Regions from separate parts of the Anas platyrhynchos genome. Here region 2 is linked to region 1. The links are chromatin contacts, called in public Hi-C maps. All regions are on one chromosome and are shown on one strand. Each heading gives the region's core, a stretch centred on a gene start, on an enhancer-like site or on the middle of the called end of the contact. The rest is flanking DNA. Distances are from core to core; before and after follow the strand shown. Region 1 overlaps ATXN7L1 (ataxin 7 like 1). Region 2 has its middle 19 kb from the start of SYPL1.

What was found. Hi-C and Micro-C count contacts between places; a contact is called where the count stands out from the background.
Region 2: a Hi-C map of skeletal muscle shows a contact between it and region 1, with 2.8 times the contacts expected there. The contact joins two enhancer-like sites. A contact is called at or near these places in 2 of 8 Hi-C or Micro-C datasets (skeletal muscle and subcutaneous adipose tissue).

The regions. Positions count from the first base shown.
Region 1 is chr1:14,418,469-14,422,314 of IASCAAS_PekinDuck_T2T, forward strand. All of the region lies in intron 2 of ATXN7L1 (ataxin 7 like 1), which reads right to left. Among named protein-coding and RNA genes, the nearest start is that of ATXN7L1, 51 kb to the right of the region's middle. Within about 2 kb of position 2,318, at least 1 of the 8 cell types and tissues checked has an H3K27ac peak or open chromatin away from gene starts, as enhancers often do.
Region 2 is chr1:14,529,080-14,532,547 of IASCAAS_PekinDuck_T2T, forward strand. No RefSeq gene overlaps it. Among named protein-coding and RNA genes, the nearest start is that of SYPL1, 19 kb to the right of the region's middle. Within about 2 kb of position 2,007, at least 2 of the 8 cell types and tissues checked have an H3K27ac peak or open chromatin away from gene starts, as enhancers often do.

The DNA of each region.
Region 1 (3,846 bases), core at 1,068-3,567:
GTTCAACAGCTACGTGGTAGCTTTATTCAAAATAAAAACTTTGATAGGACAGAAGAAATCAGAGTGGTCCTGAACTTGTGCCTTCCCACACAGGGGCACTCGGTCCCTCAGGCAGCAGGTAATTCAGAGCCTCCCTCATTTCCTTCCATTTCTTTTCCGTATGAAACACGCAATCACTGAAACAGGCAAAGGCTCTCAAGCACGGTGGTTAGGGTACTCCCTGGGAGATGAGATAAATCCAGCTCCCATCAGCATTTCGTTCCCCAGATGAGAATGCAGTCTGGCTGAGTGATCGCAAACTCCCACCGACACTAGGTGGCCTGCTTAAGATGCTCTTGATTCCAGTCCCCCCAGATTAGGGAAGAATAGGGTAAATCGGGTGTCCCACATCACACATAACTGTTCTGATCTCCAAACTACTGGGTAAGGGAACAGAAATCATTTTGAAAAGGTTGTCCTTTATTTCCTCTGTTTTTACTTCAGTCTCCTACAAGAGATTTCAACTCAGGCCAAGTGGAACACTCTGCCTCTCTCAGCATGACATTTATTTTGTTATGAAAATGAGAGAAAAATTAGTTATACTCTTTTAGTCTTTTTAACACAAAAAACCTGTGTGTTTTCTTCTTTGGCAAGCTGGAGAAAAAAAACAACTTATTTTTTCTCAAATGTGTCTACCCATTAAGTGGCAATAAATTACTCCCTAGTATTTATTCCAGATTTTTTTTTCCAGAAGGTTTTGTTTTATGGAATAAAACAAAGGACTGAGATCCCATCTCCAGCTGAAGGACGGGCAAGCTGGCTGCAGAGCAGGTTGGCAGAGCCAGGCCGTCTGCAGTCACCCAGGAGCTCTCCAGAACCCGCGGACGCGGTTTTTGAGTTATTAACCCACAAGCAAAGCCTCTCGCTGAAAACCACCTTGTACCTGAAGATCAGAAAGTACCATCAACGCTTGGCAGGGCACAAATAAGCCGACAGCAGCAGGTCTGAAACATGTTCAGGTCAGAGTGGTAGAAACTATAAGGAACCAAATTAGCACACGTACAGATAAGTATGATATACTGGGGAAAAGTCAATGGAGTTTGTTAGAGTTATGAGTCACAAACATACTGGAAGGCATAAATGAAAGCGTGGATAGGAGAAATCCAATTAACATGGACTATTTAAGCTTATAAGTTAAAGGAAACCATGTATTTGCGTTTCTTAGAGGAAAGGTAGCTGTCGGGGGAGAGGAAGGAGCATTCAACCCCTCCACCCAAAGGCTAGGTAACTACCTACAAGGCAAAGAGGTGAAAACAATCAGTTTTCTAGGCAAGAATTTCACCAGTGGCATGCAACATGGGGCTGTATTAAGGCCGGACCTATCCAACATATCCAGAGAAGAAGGTGGTTAGCCAGCAAACAAGATCTTTGGTATTTAATTACTCAGAGAACTAAAGATGAAAATCAGCAGATTGCAGAAAGACCTAATGTTGCTGAACGGAGTAATAAACTAGTAAATGAGATTCAATGTAGAGAAATGTAAAGTGAAAGAATATGGAAGAAAAAAACAATCTTTATATACAAAATGACGGTCTCTGAATTATTAGTACAGAATAATGAGGTACTGGTCTTGTAACAGAAATTAATCTCAATGATCTGCGGTGGTCAAATGTTATGCAAGGAACGCAGCACAACACCACTGCTTCCCTTTCAAAATTGGTTTAAAAGAACTGGGTAAGGTACAAAAACACACAGTGAGGACAGGGATGGTCTCTATAGGAGTGACAATTAAACAGATGCAGACTTGTCAAACTAGAAAAGCGATGACAGAGGAGGGTTACGCTACACACTCATTATGAAGGTGGACAGGAAATGAGTGTTCGCTGTCGGACAACAAGTTCAAAACAAAAAAAGGGAGGTACTTCACACAGTGGACTGCCAGGTGTTGAGAATCCTTTCCACAGGACCCTAAGCTGTTAAGTCTCCATTATGTTCAAAAAGCAATGGGTCAACAAAATTGTTTGGCAGCGCAGTGACAGACACCGGTCTTTGCAAAGTTAAATTCTTTTTTACAGAATTTCCCTCCTCATCTTACTGCGTTTCCATCTCCCAGGAAGGTATGCTGCACGCCAGGTTGCTGAATGAAAGGCTATCCTGTTCTTCGGTGATTCAGACCCAAACTATCTGCACTGATACAAAACTGTAGGATTTCAACTTCTACAGAACTATTTTCGGTCGAGTACAAACTCTTCTATTACAGCTAGTTCCTGCACCAAGGCTGCGATGGCTTCACACACGTTTTTAGTTAATGGACAGCAAAAAACCCCTCACAACCCTGCTACTGAAAACATGCTGTTCTGCACCGTGCTGTTCTCTGCAGCAGTGTCTGGGTCTGACTACGCCTTTCCTGCCCGTGTGAAAATGCTGAAAAGCTTTGCTGCTCAATTCAGCATTCCCTCTGAATGCATCTGGCGTTAGACAGCAATGAAAAGGTTTACTTACGCTGCAAACTAATCCTTTGTCGTCCTAGCCAAGTTCGAAAGCACCATTTTTACTGATAGTCATCTACCTAGAGTCACAGAACGAGAAACACTTGTCTCCAGACTCATCTGGACATCCCCGGGTAGTCCTGCCAGGGTGAGAAAGCTGGAAGTACACGCAAGGATGCACTGGACCGCACGCTTCGTGCAACCCGATCAGCAAACACAAACTAAATCTATCCGAGCAAGTATAATCTACATAAACCTTTTCTGTATTGTTGGCCAATTCCTGGCCCGTGTTTCAGCTTGCACAGATGTATTCCTGCTTCAGTATTTTGAGGTAAAAGCTGCACCAAAAAATGAGACTCCTCCCTGCCAATCCTTCTCCCAGCAAACTGGATTTTAAAACGAAGCAATTTTTCAGTCAATCTCAAGCCTAAAACACGATTAAAAATAATAATAATTTTCTAGTTATGTAATTAGCAAACCACAACACCAATAATAGACACATGGAAAGAATAACCCTACACAGCACACGATTTATTCCCAGGGAATAAAATGGAAGCAGGAGTACAAAATAATGATAGATTAGCACTAGCGTTAGACATATTTCTCATATGCAAGGCTTGATATTTTATGGAAGTATGGTATTAGTTATACTTCACTAGATGCAGAGCAGATGCTAAGCATGATAAAAGATTATTTTCTCGGATACCAGAAGTCTGTCCAAAAAAAAAAAAAAGGGGGGGGGGGAAAATCTGTTATTTCCCAGAACACCAGTCAAGGGAAACGTTCCTGGTTAACAGCAACACTAGTCTCACAAGCATAAATAGCTAACGAGGCAGATTTCCTAAATTTTATTTAGGCATCTTAACAATAGGTAGCTCTTGGTGCAGGAAGCTAATTCAAGCATTAAAAATCGACTCCAAATCAAACTACACACCTAGTGAGGTGAACAAGTTGCCCCTCATCATTCACCTAATGTATTTCAAACAGTTCTCTCATTGTGTCTCGTAGAATTTAATTAATTACTCTATCTAGATGAATTTAACAATTTTATTTTAAAACCAGAATCTTACAGTGCTTCTAACCTATCTGTAGTGATAAAGTGTATTTTAGAAGAAGGTCTAATTCAATATTTTTAGATTTTAATATGACAATTATTACATTAATACCACTAGTTAAATAGAATAGCATTAAGCTATTAAGATAATTACATGAATCACTACAGGATTGTGAAATGGGAAACACACAGAAGAGCTTCAGCTATAGTTGAAATGATGAGAATTTTAAGTACAGTATTTTATGCATGGAAACAAAATGTTTTGAATAGATTTGGCACTAGTCAGGTACCAAGACGCTGTATACTACTAGTACACAGTGAAAC
Region 2 (3,468 bases), core at 757-3,256, 110 kb after region 1:
GCACCCCAGGACACCATTGGCCTTCTTGGCCACAAGGGCACGTTATGGTTGCACCAGACAATCTTGGAGGTCTTTCCCAACCTTACTGATTCTATGATTGTGCATTTGCTGGCTCATGGTCAACTTGTTGTCCCCCAGGACCCCCAGGTCTTTCTTCACAGCTGTAGGCATTTCCTTGGCTGCATGCACTTGCTGGAGGAATTTCCATGAAGCATCTCAGGTCACTACAACTCTCCCCTTGCTTCATCTCTCCTGGTTTAAAGCTCTCCTCACCATGCTGATAAGGACAAAAGTCTTTGTCCTCAGTTCTGCAGTAGCTGGTAGCTCTGCTGTAACTCTGATCTCTTTGTCACTGCGACATAAAGGTACCCACAGGCACAGCTGGCACCTAGATCTTCGTTACCTGAAGAAGTTAACTGCATTGTTCTCATATTTTTTTAAAGTTTATTTTCCTGGCTTTTCTCTAGGGAAGCTAGATGAAATCCCCCTCAATTTCTCTCATTCCACTTCTGTGATTAGGAGATAATTACCCCTTTTTAAAGAGGAGGCAGAAACAGGCTGTCGTTTCAGCCAGGAAACTTGGAAGGAGATGGACAAAAACTCATCTTTGTTTACTGCTGTTCCTGCTGCTGAACTACGCAAACTTCCTTCCTTCCTTCCTTCTCAGGAAAAAAAAAAAAAAAAAAAAAAAAGCCAACAACAGCGTAACATGGTGCCACAGCATGCTGTGAACATTCGTGTAAGCAAACTCATGGTCACGGCCAACGCTGCTGGTGCCGCAGTCTCCCACAGCTGGCCAACATCTGGGTGAGAAGCAGATACCCTGGTGGGGGTGCTCGCATACTCTAGCTTCTGAGCAACAGACAGCTCTATGAAGAGGCAGCGCTGATCTGTGAGCTGCCAGATCTAAGAGCTAGAACTGCCCAGGATGCCTCCATCCAGCGGAGGTGAGCCTGGCTGGTGCATTCAGACTTTTGGGCAACAGGTTCCTTAAAAATACGTCCCCTCGCAAATTCCACACAATTTGCTGTATGGGGCAACAATGTGCTGACCCTATTACATGCTTCCTGACTCACAATTAGTTCAATAGGTGCGGTGCTGACCTTCAGCTTTGTCTAATTCTTCATCCTGATCTTCATCTTACTTTGGCCACGCCAAAACTACTTCCAGGTACTCCTTGCTCAGAATCTACGAAATCAAAGAACATGGCTTTATTTGAGCATCAGCTTGATGGAAAAGCAGCACAATATCAGCTGCCCCTACTGCTATTGACTTTTTTTTCCCACTGAAGGAATCAAGAACAGCCTCACATCTCACCAAGCTGAAGCCCAGCAATTCATTTTAGTCTCTTTTGTAGAGCAAAAGCAGCGAAGATAGTACTGACTGGCCTAGATGTACACTTATTATTTGTATGAATATGTGAAAGATACTGAGCTCTGCAGTACAGCTTTAAATATTAGAAACCTCATCTTATTGTTAAACCAGCTTTTGTTCTTTTTTTCATTCAGAAGTGTCTTTGAGAACACAGATTCAGTGTTGAAAACTGCCACTAGATGGACTGGGAGCAAGGATTACAGTAGGCTCTAAACAATAAAAGCATTTAATTATTGGAACAATTAGATAAGACCGTGGGACTTTTCCATCATTTGAAGACTTCAGAAGTCAAAACCAGCTTCTGTGTGCTGGAGAAGGCCAGACTAGATGATGTGAACAGCTTCTCTAGTCTTCAATAACTCTACTAGTCTCTGTGCATATAGTTTACAAGGTGTGAATTTCAGTGCCACGTATTTTATAGTGATGGCACTGATGAGCTGAGACTCTTAAGAGAAAGAAAGGTGTCTGACGGTTCAAGCAGGGTGGCTGAGGGCACCAGTTCCTGACCTCCAGCTGCTTGTCACACATCACACATTAATTTTATCCAAAGTTTACACAAAGCAGTGTGAGTTCTGTGGCAGTGTTTGATTGTTGTGTCTCCACACGGTAGCTTTGTATTAAAGTTGCTACGGAAGTTTCAAGAGGGATTACGAAAGAGCACAGGTCACTCTTCCTCACTGGGCCTAGTTCCCCCCTGCAGTTTGTGTGAACATATTGCTGTGGTTTTGGTTCTTTTCTCCAAAGCAAATACACTTCTACTGCATAAATGCTCTGCTTTCATGTTGCTAGCAATACCAATTAGCACCTGCAGTAAACATCATAAGTCTCAGCTTCTGGCCATGTAACTTCATTTTTATCACGGAATAAAAAAGTGCTGATACTGTATTTGTTCAGGGACCTACACAGGAGAACAGTTTCAGCTGCAGAGATGGAGAATGTCTGCCCAGGCAGCTGCCACTCCGTGACTGCTCGCTAGGAGCAGATGGGGCTGGGACCCCCTCAGACAAGGTGGTGGTCAGGCAGGGGGGACAATCCTCCTCTTGAGCAAAGTATCTAGCTGCTGATGAGACCCAGATTGCAACACCATAATGGAAATACGCAAGCGACCACAACTGCACACTGCACGTGTCCCAGGTCTGCTGTGTTTATCGCTAGCCTGAGATCTGCAAGCAGAGCAGGCCCTTTGCAAGGCTCCAGCTGAGAGGTGCCAGCATCTGGGACGTGCTTGATCTGAGCTAGTTGCTGCAAGCTCCCCGTGTAGTCACCGGGGAGACAAAGGCACTTTGGGGGTTATTTATCTCATTGCAAATCAGTCGTCTGTCTGGAATCGATCAGATGAGCTGCACCCTAAGAGCAGCTCTCTCTGGCTGCCTCGATCAGATACCGATGCCTCCACGCCAGACACACCAAGGCAGATCAGCAGCGCCTCAGCCCAGGGTGCTCAGATGGGGCGGGTCTGTGCTGCTGCACCCGGGCCTGAGGAAGCTGCAGATCAGCAGCAAGCAGCGCGTGGAGGCCAGCTCGGCTCTGCTGCTGCTTGCTCAGATCCCAGGAGGAGAACAGGCACCTCTGCCGGTGCTCTGTGGTCTGCAGGCTGCTTCCTGGGACCTGCCTTTGGGGTCATTCTGCGTCTGGAAGATGTGAGATGTGCTTCTGAGCAGCCAGGTAGAAGAGCACGGGCCTGGCCAGGGGATCAAAGATGACAAACACGAGCCTCAGTGAGTGTCTGGCTGTTATTCAAGGATGCCATCGTGTTGCAGCTCTCTGGTACCAAACTCGGCCCAGTCTTGCAGTTGCGTCTTATCTCCAGTTCCACCCCATGGTTACTGGTGGGGGATATTCCAACAGGGCAGCAGGGCTGTGTTTGTGCAGGATCTGCCTGTCTCAGCCCTGCCTGGGCATCCAGCACCCCAAAGCACCCCATGGCACCCCGCAGCACCCTGCGGCACCCCATGGCACCCCATGATATCCGATGGCCTTGCCAGAGGGACTCTGTGTACCCAGGTGAAAATGAGCTGACACACCAACACCCCAGCTTGTGAAGGCTGTTCCAGGGAGCTGGGGAGGTCCCAGTACCCCCAGTACCCCCAGTGC